Regions from separate parts of the Mus musculus genome. Here regions 1 and 2 are each linked to region 3. The links are chromatin contacts, called in public promoter capture Hi-C maps. All regions are on one chromosome and are shown on one strand. Each heading gives the region's core, a stretch centred on a gene start, on an enhancer-like site or on the middle of the called end of the contact. The rest is flanking DNA. Distances are from core to core; before and after follow the strand shown.

Region 1 (4,570 bases), core at 767-3,266, 140 kb after region 3:
CTCAGCACTGGGGAGGCGAGGCACAGGCTCCCTGGGGGCTGCTGACTGGTCGGGCTAGCCTAATTGGTAAGTTCGGGCCAGTGTGAGATCCTGCCCCAGAGGAGGTGGGCGTTGTTCCCGGGGAGGACACTGCAAGTTGGTCCCTGGCCTCCAAGTGTACGCAACAGACATTCAGAGCATTTTAAGTGTTTGGAGCTAGAGAGGCGGCTCAGTGGTTAAGAGTACCTGTTGCTCTTGCAGAGGACCTAGGTTAGTGCTCCCAGCACCACCTGATGGTTCACAGCTATTTGTAATTCCTGCTCTAGGGGGTTAACTCCTTTTCTGATCTCCAAGAGCACCAGGCCTAATGTGGTATACATACTTACATGCAGCCGAAAACTCAAACACATTCAATAAGTCTAAACATTTTATTAAAAAAAAATTCACTATAGAGATCCACAGCATAGTTAATTTTAAAATGCTCATGGTTTGTCAATTTTTAAAAACTACTTATTTTCACCTTATGTGTGTTGGTGTTTTGCCTGGATGTATGTCTGTGTGAGGGTGTCAGATCTTGGAGTTACAGTTGTGGGCTGCCATGTGTGTGCTGGGGATTGAACCTGGGACCTCTGGAACAGCAGTCAGTGCTCTTAACTGCTGAGCCTTCTCTTTAGTCCCACCTCACCAGAGGCATTTTGTATACTTTGCTCTTTACAGTCATTTACTTGTGTGTGTGTCCATGTGTGCACACACATGTGTGGAGGTCGGAGAACAACTTGGGCAACTTGATTTGCATCTTCTACCATGAGGATCTCAGAGATCAGTTCGGGTCATCAGGCTCAGAGACAAAAACATTTACCTGCCGAGCCATTTTGCCAGTTCTAACTTGCTTTCTGTAGCTTTGCCCTGGCTATATTTTCTGTACACAAATACAGTTGGAATACGAAACTGAATAGCTGCTTTAAAATACTATCATGAGGATACATGAAACATTACTTTTCAATGAGTCAGTAAGCAGATGGGTAAAACCACACACCTTTCATCTGTGCAGTTGGTTCTCTCTCTTTTCTTTCTTTTTTCTTCCTTTCCTTCCCCTTTCTTTCTTTTGAGACGGGGATTCTCTGTGAAGCCTTAGCTGTTTTGGAACTCACTGTGTAGACCAGGCTGGCCTCTAACTCACAGAGATCGTCCTGCTTCTACCTCCCAAGTGCTGGGGTTGTCTCTCTCTTTTTATTTGGGTTCTGAGGCTGGGACCAAGGTTGCCAGGATTGCCTGCAAGCCCCTGCCCCTAGCTCCCTGCTTCATAAAGAGTCTAACAGCATACTTGAAGCATAGACTGGTTGGTTACCTTATGCTTTTTCCAAGCTTTGCAGTCTGGTGTGTCTCTTGTAAATTTTTAACTTCTTTTCTTGGAGGGGATTGTGTCAAGTCTTACTGTGTAGTCCAAGCTGGCCTCCAACTCGTGGTGAGCTCCCTACCGTGACCTCTCAAGCCTAGGACTGATGGTGCCTCAGTTGATGGCTACTTAAAATCCTTTCAGGCTTCTTTGCTTTTTTCTGTTCTGTGCAGTCTGTCAGGTTTTAAAAAGCCCTTGTCACCTGTTATAGTAAGAACAACACAGCTGTAGAAACTTCTCCTCGTGTGCGTTTGCTGGATGGGTAGCCCCTCCGGTGTGACTCACGGGTCCTGAGGAAGATAAGTAGTGCTGACCTGAGTCGGCCACTCACTGGTCAGCCAGCTCCGATCACCTCTGCCTCCACACCCTGGCTCCACAGTCAGGCATTTATCTTCCTGTCAAGTTTCCTTGGAGTGAGAGCCTGCAGGCTTGTAACTCAAGATGCAAAGGAAACACTGTAACACTTAAAATGCTGTGCGGGTGGACCCTGTTGCTTTCCTTACACAGTATGGTGAGCCTGTGTCCTTTGATTTTGCCTATCATGACAAAGCCTGTTTTCCCAGGTCAGGGTGAATCCCCAGAGAAGCCCCAAGAAGTAGGGTTTCCCCTAGCCAGGCTTCCTCTTAACTGTGTAGTGGTGCCTGGTAGGCAGGAGTAGCAGCTTCATTTCTGAGTGAGCTGTACACCCACAATCTCCCTTCTGCTGAGACAGCATTGTGGATGAATGAGGCTAGGAAGGAGACCATCAGAAGCCATGTTCATGGACCTGGCACAAATCACTAGGGCTGACCTTACAGAGGGAAGAATGTAGTAGCCACCATTGAAGGAAAGTCTGAAAAAATAGTTCATTCGTTCATTCATTCATTCACAGTTTGGTCAATGTCTACTAGGCTGTATGTAAGCATGACCCCCCACACACACACACACCCCCAGTGCTGACTTTAAAAACTTGTGGCCTCCATGCCCGGCTTATTTCGTATCTCTTGAGACCTGGCTTTGTCTATGCATACAGAGAACTGGAGAATAAATAACGAAGCAGTGGCTTTAAAACTGAATGTCCTCCTTTGGTCAGTTGGCTCCAGCATTTAAGAGTTCATGCTTTGAGAACCTTTGTTGCCCCTTCATAACTTTGTGAGTTTAAAGCTTTAAATAAAAAGGGCTTATTGATCTGCGAGAAGCCTCAGAGTGTGGCCCTCCACCACTAGAGGGCAGCGCGGCCTTAGTCACATGATCTGAACCTGTCGCTTTGCTGGAAGCTTCCTTCTCTTCTGTATTCCCTTCCTAAGGGATTGCTATATGCATCCCTTAAAATATAATGTAAACAAAAAGTATTTAATATCAAATGATCTCTTGAAATAGCTAAATTGTTAGCTTTCTAAAAGGGTTTAACATGCAGTCATTTATCCTCATTATCATGTTTTGTTCTAAGTTCATGAGTCCTGAGGAAGCCTTCACATCAGGGCTCGAGGAGTGAAGGCCCTCCCCACACCCCCTTTTGTGCCTCAGGACATCTCTCCCTGGGGAGTCTTCTTACTGGCTTCTTGTGGGCCTGTGGGGATCTGTAACAGCAGCATTCTCTTGGGAACAGGGGGTTAAGTACAGTTTATACTGTTTTGATGCCCCCAAGCTTGTAAACACCCTTTTGTTTCCTGTACTTTGCAGATGAGTAGAGAGATGTGTTTCTCTCAAGAAATAATACTTTCCCTTTTTCCCATGAAGGCACTGGTGTCCTTTAAGGGGTAGGGAATCTGATTTTGTCCACATTTTACATCTTTAATGTGTAAATTCCTGGATGTGGGATTATTGTGTGGAAGAGTGTAATCATAAAGGGACTTGATAGTTACTACCAAATCAGTTTCCCAAAAGAGTATAGGAAAACATTTTTGCCCTAACATATATTCCAGGACTACACTCCCCATTTCAACGTCTTCATCTTCATGGTATTTTATAATTACAAACAGTTTTCTAAGTAGTGGATCCTTTTATTTCTACTTCAGAAGTACATTCCTAGTCGGTGACGTATATTAGGAAATGGCTCAACCAGGTAATGTTTCAAATGGGTGTTCTTTATTCCTCTGTTGGAAATGTGTGAGGCACGTGTGTCTGGTAAGGCCCCAAGAAGCGTGGCAAGAAGGAGATCTGTTTAGCTTGGCATCTACAACAGTTTGCTTAATCACAGGGTCCTTTTTAACGACGACATGGTGGTGCTAGCTGGTGGAAACAGGACTGTGGTTTGGAAGGTGATGGTGGTAAGATGTATTGGGAGTTTTTAGAAAGTAGTCTATTAGGGCTGGTGAAATGGCTCAGCAAGTAAAGAAAGGCACTTGCTGCCAAGCCTGACCATAACATGGTGGAGTAGGAACCAGCTCCAACCAGCTGCCCTCTGACCTGCAGACTCGTGTTCCCAGCTCCATATAAATAAATGCATGTAATAAAGCATCGTCAAGTTTCTTCTGGAGCTTGTGATCATGTTTATACAGTAAAGGATCTGCAGTAGTGAGACTCCATAGAAAAGCCTGAAGGAACAGATAGGCAGGTCTGAAGACACAACCCCAGGCAGAGCTTCTGGGAACTGGTTGGAAGTGGTTTGCCAAGGATGGTCGATCTCGTCATCGGGCAGGGTACCACTGAGCCTGTGGTGCTGTCTACTCTCCATCTATTTTAGGAAGGATGAGTTTGATACTATGGTGAGCTATCAAATCTGTAGAGAATGTTTAAGATACTTTGGGCAGCCATACTTGGAAGACTCCAGGAGGACAGTTGTGTGATGGGAAAACCTCAGAGCATAGGTAGGAAATGGTATATTCCTGGTCTTGGTGTTCATCAGGGCTGCGACCTTGATCAAATCCAACGTCAAACTTCTCTGTCTGATGTCTAAGAAGATACTGTGGTTGACATTGACTCTTCTTTCAGACTTGGAAAATAAAAGCAATAATCAGAACCTACCAAGCCATCTATGAATCATGACACAATGAAAAGAGTTATTTACATGTTTATATTACATTCATTTATTTGGTGTGTGTGGTCTGTGTGTGGGGTGTATACAAGTGGAGGGCTGAGGACAGGTTGTCAAAGTTGCTTCTCCTTCCACCACGTGGATCCTGGGAATTGGGCTCTGGTCATAAGACTTGGTGGCAGTGCCTTTACTGAAGTAGCCCTGATGATGCCAGCTCTTTCAAACTTTTTTTAAAAAAA
Region 2 (4,475 bases), core at 329-2,828, 200 kb after region 3:
CACATCATTCCCACAGACACCTATAGCATCAACCTCTGCCAGCCTGGCCTAAGAACCTCTGACTTTCTTCAGGGGTTCCAGGAATAGGTGGCTTACCCACCATCCTGGGTACTCAGCATGGAGTCTGGTCACAGCAGGGCGAATCACCTTGTAAGGTGGTGTTCCTCATTATAGGATGGGCTGGACAGCTTCCCCTCTGTCCTTTGACCAGGCGTGGTTAATAGCTTTTTATTATTTTGTATATTATTGTATATGTGAAAGCTCATACCCACCACAGCACATACAGCGAGCACCATGTGCAAGTCAGGACAACTCCCTCCCTCCCTCCCTCCCTCCCTCCCTCCCTCCCTCTTTCTTTTAGAATAAGTTATTTATTTTATGTATATGAGTACACCATTGCTCTCTTCAGACACACCAGAAGAGGGCATCAGATCCCATTACAGATGGTTGTGAGCCGCCATGTGCTTGCCGGGAATTGAACTCAGGACCTCTGGAAGAGCAGTCGGTGCTCTTAACCTCTGAGCCATCTCTCCAGCCCCAGGACAGTGTTCAGGAATTGTCTCCTTCCACCAGAGATTGAACTCATGTCATCAAGCTTACATGACAAACATTTTTTTTTTTAATCCACTGAGTCACCACAAAATAACCCATTTTGGTTCTTGGAGGAAGGCCCAGGAAGTATATATATCAAATCTGTGTCTGAGAACCCAGGGACAGCCAGCTACATGTGCCCCACAAACATGGGTGGGTGGGTGCTCAGAGGTCCTTGCAGGCTCATGCAATCTTGCTTAGGTTCAACATCACTCCTCAGATTCATCTATAGAGCACCAGGCCACACACTGACATGGCACTTTGGCCATCTCCCCAGATTGCGAGGCCTTCCCATGTTGGGTCTGTTAACCGCACTTGGCTGGGCCATGAGGTGCCAGGTCAGAATGATAGCTGTGTATGTGTTCTTTTCTAGTACCCAGAGCAGGAGACTGTAAGTCTCTTCATCCCAACCCAGGCTGTGGGTGCTATCATCGGGAAGAAGGGGGCACACATCAAACAGCTCGCTCGATTTGCTGGTGCCTCCATCAAGGTAAGATTGTTACTGCCTGTCCCCATGGGCCACCTCCTGTCAGTGCTAGAGAATTCTCACAGCACCTAGAGATGGCCATTCCTGTCAGCTCCCATTCTTCATCTTAGTCCTTTCCTGTTCAATCAAACCAAAGTTAGAAGAAAGAACTAGTAATGACCAAACCTGATCCTCCAAGGGTTGGCACTGTCCCCTCTTCCCGAGAAGATAGAGAAGGCCCACATGAGCAGAATGAGCATCTATGCCTAGCACTCAGCATGTTGATGCTCCTTAGCCCAGGCTTCAAGGACTTACAGACTGTGGGAACGCAAACTGAAGAACTTTCTGGAAAGTGCTGATAAGATCATAGGCAGACAAAGCTGATAGTGTCTCCTGTTAAGAGGCCAGGACTGAGCCAAAGTCTGGGAGAGGGAATTCCCCTTGGTTTGCAACACTGATGTGTGCAGATGTGGCTGCAGCCCATGTTCTGCCCCCTCAGTTGTCAGTGATTGTTTGCCACAGATCTGCCTCAAGCCCAGCTGTTGCTCTGACTCAGCGCGAGGCCGTGACTCCGAAAGCCCCCGTGAAACGCTTCCGGAAATGCTTTTCATTGTTACGGGAAAGAATTTGCTACCATGAGACAACCCAGAGTTATGCCAAGTCTCATGACTTGGAGAGAGAATGCCTACACTTTTCCCCTGAGAGCTGGAGTTTCTCCCACAGCCAAGTGTGACAGGGAAGAAAACCAAAAACAAAGCATTCTGAGTTGTGCATTATGAGGACAGTGGTGGCCCTGGGAAAGATGGCATCTTGCTGTACTCTCAAGCTGCATCCATCTGTGCTTGCAGTTAGGGGTTCACATTTGCACTGGGGGTTAGCTAGCCCACGGTGGGCTGGGCATGATGAGAGTGTGGGGTGCTTTATGCCCGATGGCTTGGCACGTATAATACCCTGGCCTAGATGATGCAGACAGCAAGGATGAGGATGACCATAGTCTGCAGTGCCCAGAGATCTTTCTTAGTGCCTAACGCTGTAGTCTGAGATGGTTAAACACAAAACAAAACAAAACTCTACAGTGAGACAGCTTGGACCGAAGGGCTTTGAGGGTTTCCTTTATTCAAACCTCAGTTTACAGGAAAAAAGCAAGACACAGAGAATAAGGCTCATTGAGACACCTAAGTGGTCAGCCTCAATCTTAGACAGAAATTCCACTGGCCACTAGGATCCTGAGGTCCTGAGGCAGACCAGACCACAGTACCTTCTTGGTCTCCTCAGCAGGTGGAATGACTGCCTGGAGCTACCAGATCCAGATCAACTCTGTTGTTGACTTCTCTTCCTCTTCCTGTACAGAGTTTTTAAGTCAGAGTGTGCTGGGGGTGGAAATGTAACAAGAACCCAACGGGGGCTTGGCCTCTGTGGCTTTCCCTAGCTGCAGAGGGATCCACAACCCCTTTCTTGACTCTAAAGCCAGAACCAGGTGACTGAAGCTGCCTAGTTCTCACGCTTACTGCAACTGGAACTCGGCCCCTCGAGTCATTTCATCAGCTTTCTGTCTTTGATGGTTTTCTTCACTGCTTAAGCCTTTGTCTAATTCCTCTCCACAAGTCCGAAGCTTGGCTGGGTGAGGTCTTGCTCTGAGATCACGATCTTCCTTATTCCATTTAGTATAAGGCTTTTCTTTAAACTTTTATCTCCTTGAACACAATAAATACATAGCTCCACTACACCTCCTGGTGCTCCTATTCTCTTCAGACTGTACATTTTATATTTTTCCTTGGTTGGCTTATGAGAGTGGCCACATGACAGAGTCAGTACTAGGCTGTCTTGAAATCTCTGCCAATGCCATTAATCCAAAATGCTCTAATTTAGCCTCAGATAGATTTTTTTTTCCCCCTAAAATACCACAGGAGTGGTCTCCAGGCCATTTACTGTATTCTTCCCTCTGAAATGTCTTCACCTGGGCCTCCACAGTTCAAATTGCCCTCAGTGCTGTCTTCATGCTCCTATTGGTAATGGCCCCGTAAGCCCTGCATTCAGGTGCATTCAGCTCCTTTCCTAATCCAGAGTAGCAACATTCACATTCCACCACCAAACAGCCGGTCTCAGCCACACTCCGCTCGCGGTACCAACTTCTGTCTTAGTGTTGTGCTCTGAAGAGACACTATGACAACTCATAAAGCATTCAGCTGGGGCTGGCTTTACAGGTTCAGAGGTTTAGTCCATTTCCATCATGGCAAGAAACATGGTAGCACAGCCAGATGTGGTGGTCTGGAGGTCTACATTAGATCCATTGGTAGCAGGAAAGACACTGGGCCTGACCTAGGCTCCTAAAACCCCAAAGCCCACCTCAGTGGCACACTTCCTCCAACAAAGCCACACCTGCTAATCCTTCTAAACTAATGCCACTCCCTAAGCATTCAAATGTATGAACTTCTGGGCCCATTCTTATTCAAACCACCAGATACCTTTAATCAAACTATTGGTGAGGTCTTTGTATTCTCACAGGATTAAAAAGCTTGCTGGCTCCATCTTCCCAATGGGGAAGGAAGTGCATAAGGAGAAAGGTTTGCAGAGCTGTGGCTGGAACCAAGGCAGCCTCTTTTACTGACAGACATACCTGCTCTGCCTTCCTAATCTTTACAGCTGGCTCATGTGTGCTGTGAGTTAGAGCCAGGGTGACCTTTCCTGCAGCTACATAGGGACTGGACAATGCTGCCGACTAACCCTTCCTTCCCTCTAGGCCCTGGGGGTTGCCAGAACCTGTATCTGCTAGGACTTGGATGCAGGGAGAGGCAGTAACTACTGACCTGCTCGGACCTGCTCTGGGCAGCCAATGGCTCAGACTTGATACTGAGAATTAAGGCCATGACTTCCCTAAGACCAGGGCTGAGGCAGCACAACGTCAGACAGGGCATGGGGCTTGAAGGCAGAAGCTTCCTCACCAATTGGTGTGCGCAGGGCTCTGGGCATCCGCACATTCCTCTTTCCTTTGACCGCAGATTGCTCCAGCAGAAGGTCCAGATGTCAGTGAGAGGATGGTCATCATCACTGGTCCTCCTGAAGCCCAGTTTAAGGTCAGTGCCAAGGACCATGTGAGCCCTGCAGGCTCTGGGTCCAGGGCAGACAGCTCAGAGGTGTATTCATTTCTCCTGCTGCTTGTGGGTGTCAGACTCCGGCCTGGTTGCGCATTTCTCTGTGCTCTGCCTTCTCTCCTCAGAAAGGTGGGTCGTCAGTCAGTACCCATTCTGTTGGGCATCTTTGGCTTTTCCAGCTGAGGGGCATTAGCATGCATGCGGAAAAGAAGCCTTATGTAGTAGAAGTTCTGACAGCTCCTAAGGGGATTCTAGCAACATGGGGGAGAGTCCCTTCCTCTGGGAGATTAAAACTTGAATTTCAAGAAGTCAGAAATGTCTATTAA
Region 3 (4,669 bases), core at 443-2,942:
GCCTGGAATGGTAAATCTGTGGGTTCGATCCATAGTACAGGAAGAAGAAAACTTAGACAGTAAATATTAGGGAGCTGATGTTGGCTAGTGCTGTTGGAACTAGTAGCTGGCACTAGTAATGTTGGCCAGATGTGGAGCTGCTGCCCAGGGCTGTCTGGTCTTGTTGAGGCTTGACACCATCTGGTGGACATGAGCTCACGTTGAAATGATGACGTGGTTGGTGACTGTGTAAAGCTGGGCTGGCCAGATTAACTACAGTTCTTTCATTAATTAGCTTTTGTTTTATTCATTGAAACTGCGAGTGTTGGATCATCCTGTAGCTCAGAATATTCACGGAAGCTATGTGACTGTCGCTGGGCAGTAGTGCATGCCTTTAATCTCAGCACTTGGGAGGCAGAGGCAGGTTGATTTCTGAGTTCAAGGTCAGCCTGGTCTACAGAGTGAGTTCCAGGACAGCCAGGGCTACACAGAGAAATCCTATCTCGAAAAACCAAAAAAAAAAAAAAAAAAAAAAAAACCAAACCAAACCAAACAAGAAGACTGTCAAAATGGTATTCATCTCAAGAACTCATTTGGCATGGTTTTCTATAGATATCTTCAGTGTTCTTTCATGCTATCCTTAGAGGCTAGAGGGCAGGCGGCTTCTCCCAAACAGAAATCCATTACTACAGGCCCGTTTCTCTTGAATTATTTTCTGTTTTGTGTCACTTTTTGAAGGGGGCCCGCTCATGTAGCCCAGGTTGGCCTTAAACAGCTAACTGTCCTTGGGCTCACCTCTCATGCTGCGATTACAAGGATTACAAGTGTGCACCACCCTGCCTGGCTTTCCTTTCTCCATTTCTTTCTTTCCTTTCCATTTCCCCAGGTGGGAGTCAGGGTGGGGAATGAGACCAGGTTTCTCTGTGTAATCCTGACTGTCCTGGAACTCGCTTTGTATATTCGGCTTACCTGGAACTCACAGAGATCCGCCTTAAAGGCGTGTATTACCACACCAGGCCATAGGATTGATAGTTCATAACTATAATCCCAGGATTTGGGAGGCTGACCCAGAAGGGTTAATACATTCCTAACATCAGCCTAGGCTATATAACATACACGGTGGGTTCAAGGTCAACCCAGGCAACACAATGAGGCTTTGTCTCAAACCTCAATTTGTTTGTTTGCTTTGAGCTAGGGTTTCTCCGTGTAGACCAAGCTGTCCCCAAACTCAGGGATCTGCTTGTCTCTGCCTCTTTAGTGCTGGGATTAAAGGCATGCACCATTAATGCCCGGTTTAAATTGCGAGAGTTTTAAATGGAGGTTTTATTTAGGAAGGAAAGCTCTAGAATTAAGTCTAAATAAACGGGAGGTGAGAATCCAGTGTGTGGCTGTGTTCTCTCCTAGATCATGAGAGAACAAAAGGAGAGGAAACTAGTGAGACAGAACAAAGGCATGGAGGAATGTACAACCATCTCTTCTCTTCTTCCACCCAGGACGGTTCTCTAGAAGGTTCCAGAAACGAGTGTGGCAAGGCTACGGACATCACGGTGTCCCGAGGAGACCACAACAGACGCCCAAAGGCAGGCGCACACTTTCCCGCCACGCTGTGGCCGGGTACTAGGGGAGGGGAGGGGCAGGGCGGTAAGGTAGACGTCACGTCCGGTTTGGGAAGCGCCCCTGCAGGAGAAAGCGGTTGGAAGGCGCGTCGAAGTGGGAGGGGCCAGGAAAGCGCGCCTTCGGGGGAGTGGGTGGGACCAGGTTAAAGAGCGTGGCGTCACATCCGGCAGTGTTAGACCGGTGCGGAGGTGGTGCGGAGCGTGTCGGCTTCGAGCTCCTCGCAAAAGTGTGGCGTCGCGCTAGGCTGCGGCGGAGCCTCTGTAAGGAAGGCGGGAGCTTGACAGCTTCAGGAAAGGCCCGTAGCGGTGACAGCGACCCGGAGTCATGAGCGACAGCGGCGAGCAGAACTACGGCGAGCGGGTAAGCGCGGAGTTGCGCGGGCGGCCGCGGTCCCCACCCTGCTACTTCTTCTAGGCCTCTCGGCCCGGTGCAGCCGGGTGTCGGGAGCCTGACGTGCGGAGGGAGCCGGGGCGCCGGAGGGCCTGGTGGCCGGCGCTTCTCGTCGGAGGGAGGCCGCGGGCGGGCTGTGTGCCTCGCACCCGCCACGACCGTTTTTTTTTTTTTTCCTTTCCCCCCGTTACGGGGCGGGGGGAGGCTAAAGATGGCCGCGGCGTCCGTCGGCGTTGGGGGATGGGAACGGTATCTTCTTTCGCCGTTGCTCTCCTGCGAAGCCGCGCCGCAGCCATCTTGGGCTCGCGGGCCGGGCGCGCTGCCAGAGGCACAAAATGGCGGAGCCGCCGCTCCCTGCAGCCAGGCTTTGCCGCCTCGCCACCCGGGGTCCAAGGGTGAAGCGGAGAAAAGCCACGTGTGGCCGGGAGCCTATGGGGACTGACTGATGCTTTTCGGTTGATGGAGGGCCTCCTGGTCCCGGTAAGGGACAGCTAGCTGTAGGGGGCTCTTGGAGCATCTGGAGACGGAAACGGCTGAGGGGGATTGGGGGCCCCGTTAGTTGGAGGGCTTTGTGCTACAGCGTTTCTCCCATTGTTGAGAGCTTACTGGAATAGAACGCAAGGTCGTTAGGCGTTGTTGTATAGAGCCTCCCTACCCCTGGGGGGACTTGGGAAGGAGAAACCATTGGCGACAATTGATGGCGCTATTAAACTCTGAAGTCGACGGGATTTTATTTTTAAGCTTCCACCTCCCAGAGGGTGAAAATCGGTAGAGGTTGATTAGATTGTATACAATGGGCCTGGACTAGACCCAGCCCCAAAGCTGAACAAATGAGGCGCATGTGGCGTGGCTGTAGAGTTTAGATTAAAAACTGTCACGTGAAGATGCGGAAGTCCAGGGCTCAGTGAACAGGTAATTGCAGTTTGGAAACGGCTTACAAGCATCATAAGAATGGCTGTTTTGCCCTTCCTGTACTAACGTTTTTATTTTCGCAAAAAGTTCACAGGAACACTTAACCACTAGTTCACAGTTTATTTTTTTGGTTAGTAAACTCTAAAAGGCCTTTGACGGTTTGGTAGAGAGCATTCTTGGACTTCCATGGTGAACTTGAACCCAAAAAGAGTAATTTGAACGGATGTAATCTTTTATATACGGAGATGAGTCCCTAAGACAATTTAAAGTTCAGTGTCAACCAGTGCGTGCCTTTTACCTAAGGAAAGAAAGCGATGGGGGAGTGGGACAGAATGTTGTTTTTCTGATAATGGAGAATGGGACCTAGTCTCAGTGATGGGCAAGCCCCTACTACTAAACTACATCCCAACTTGTAAGTTCGTATTGTTTGAGCTCCTAATTTCACCCACATGTACCTTACGATGTTGAGCCTGCCTTCCGAAGTTGAAGTTAGTCTGTTTAGAATTAAAAGCAAATAGTTTTTTGTTGTTGCTTTGGGACTAAATAGGTATGCATCATCATACCTGTGGAAATTTTTCCTAGTATTAGCTGTGGGTCACATTACTCAAGGGAGAAAAAAAGCAATTGAATGAAAGTGGGTACCATTTTGAAAGAGCTGAGAAATTGTTACTCCTGTTAGAGGTTTGGTTTTTTTGTTTTTAGTAAGATGCACCTTCTGGTGATTTTCAATATTTGAGGTAGAGTTACTCTATGTCCCTGTCTTGGAACTTAGCTCTGTAGACCAGGCTAGTCTCAACCCCAGGCGTTTGCCTGCCTCTGCCTCCCTAATGCTGTGGTTTAAGGTGTGAATCAACACATCCTGCTGACCTGACTACTTAATTGGAAATAATTGGGGGGAAAAAGTACTAAAAATCGACTTTCTGATTTATTTCTAAACTTGAAAGTTGTGTAATACTTAAACTCAAATTTTTTGTTTTTAGAGACTTTGTTGTAGCTCTGCCTGTATTGTATTTACCTCAAATATTGAGGTAAACTCAAATTATGTATACCAGGCTGGCTGGCTTCAAACTCATGAGATTCTCCTGCCTCTGGTTTCTGAGTACTGAGGTTAAAAACTCCTGGAGGTGTGTGCACGATCCCCTTTTTGGGCCATGTGTACAATTTTGAGCTACCTGATGTGGTGGGTAGTGGGGCACAAACCCTGCTCTTCCTAAAGTCAGTAAGTACTCTTAACTGCTGGGCCAATTCTCCAGCCCTGTTTTTAATTTAATTTTTTGCTTTTCAATTGAAATCTTGGGATGAGTGGAAAACTGAAACATTTAGCTGAACTTTTTTCAAGAAGGCTTGCCAAAACAAAAGTTCAGAGATGAGGTTTAAAAATACTTCAGGGTAAGCTGGGCAGAGTGTTGCAGGTTTGTAAATCCTAGCTGCTTATCCTGGATAGGATTCAGAGTTCAAGATATCTGGGTAAATTATTTAGTAAGACTGAACATTTTCCTCCAAAGGAATAAGGGGTAGTTTAAGGACTGGTTGTGTAACTCAGATTGCTTGCCTGCCATGTAGCCTCCTTATACACAAACATAGCAAGACCAGATCTGATGATTATCAGATTCACCCTCCCTTTTATTATAAGTGTAAAAGTCATGTTCAAAGTAATTGCCTTAGATATGCCTGGTATAACCACCTATCTCTGGAACCTGAAAATGAGTTTCATTGACTTCTAGACCCTTGGAGTTGATAATGTACATGGTATAAATTGTTAAGCTCCCTG

The links. Promoter capture Hi-C pulls out the DNA fragments that hold promoters and counts their contacts.
Region 1: a contact with region 3 is called in a promoter capture Hi-C map of macrophages, with 6 read pairs. The contact joins the enhancer-like site here to the promoter of Tra2b in region 3. A contact is called at or near these places in 6 of 39 promoter capture datasets (3T3-L1-derived adipocytes, hippocampal neurons, liver and 2 more), 3 of 484 Hi-C or Micro-C datasets (the MNK3 cell line, cerebral cortex and rod photoreceptor), 3 of 115 datasets of contacts at active chromatin or transcription factors (bone marrow-derived macrophages, embryonic stem cells and memory CD8 T cells) and 4 of 9 other capture datasets (adipose tissue, liver, macrophages and 1 more).
Region 2: a contact with region 3 is called in a promoter capture Hi-C map of 3T3-L1-derived adipocytes, with 5 times the contacts expected there. The contact joins the enhancer-like site here to the promoter of Tra2b in region 3. A contact is called at or near these places in 4 of 39 promoter capture datasets (the 3T3-L1 cell line, 3T3-L1-derived adipocytes and macrophages), 1 of 484 Hi-C or Micro-C datasets (muscle stem cells), 4 of 115 datasets of contacts at active chromatin or transcription factors (effector CD8 T cells, embryonic stem cells, memory CD8 T cells and 1 more) and 2 of 9 other capture datasets (adipose tissue and pancreatic islet).

What each region holds. Positions count from the first base shown.
Region 1 is chr16:22,121,872-22,126,441 of GRCm38.p6, reverse strand. All of the region lies in intron 2 of Igf2bp2 (insulin-like growth factor 2 mRNA binding protein 2), which reads left to right. Among named protein-coding and RNA genes, the nearest start is that of Igf2bp2, 39 kb to the left of the region's middle. Within about 2 kb of position 2,016, at least 27 of the 459 cell types and tissues checked have an H3K27ac peak or open chromatin away from gene starts, as enhancers often do. A contact at or near this core is called in the MNK3 cell line and macrophages, where this site is marked.
Region 2 is chr16:22,064,749-22,069,223 of GRCm38.p6, reverse strand. Igf2bp2 (insulin-like growth factor 2 mRNA binding protein 2) reads left to right here. Exons shown (of 16, transcript NM_183029.2): 12 at 965-1,081; 13 at 4,057-4,131. Among named protein-coding and RNA genes, the nearest start is that of Senp2, 58 kb to the right of the region's middle. Within about 2 kb of position 1,578, at least 76 of the 459 cell types and tissues checked have an H3K27ac peak or open chromatin away from gene starts, as enhancers often do. A contact at or near this core is called in 3T3-L1-derived adipocytes, adipose tissue, memory CD8 T cells and 1 more, where this site is marked.
Region 3 is chr16:22,263,028-22,267,696 of GRCm38.p6, reverse strand. Tra2b (transformer 2 beta) reads left to right here and starts at 1,692. Exons shown (of 9, transcript NM_009186.5): 1 at 1,692-1,956. The coding sequence starts at 1,921.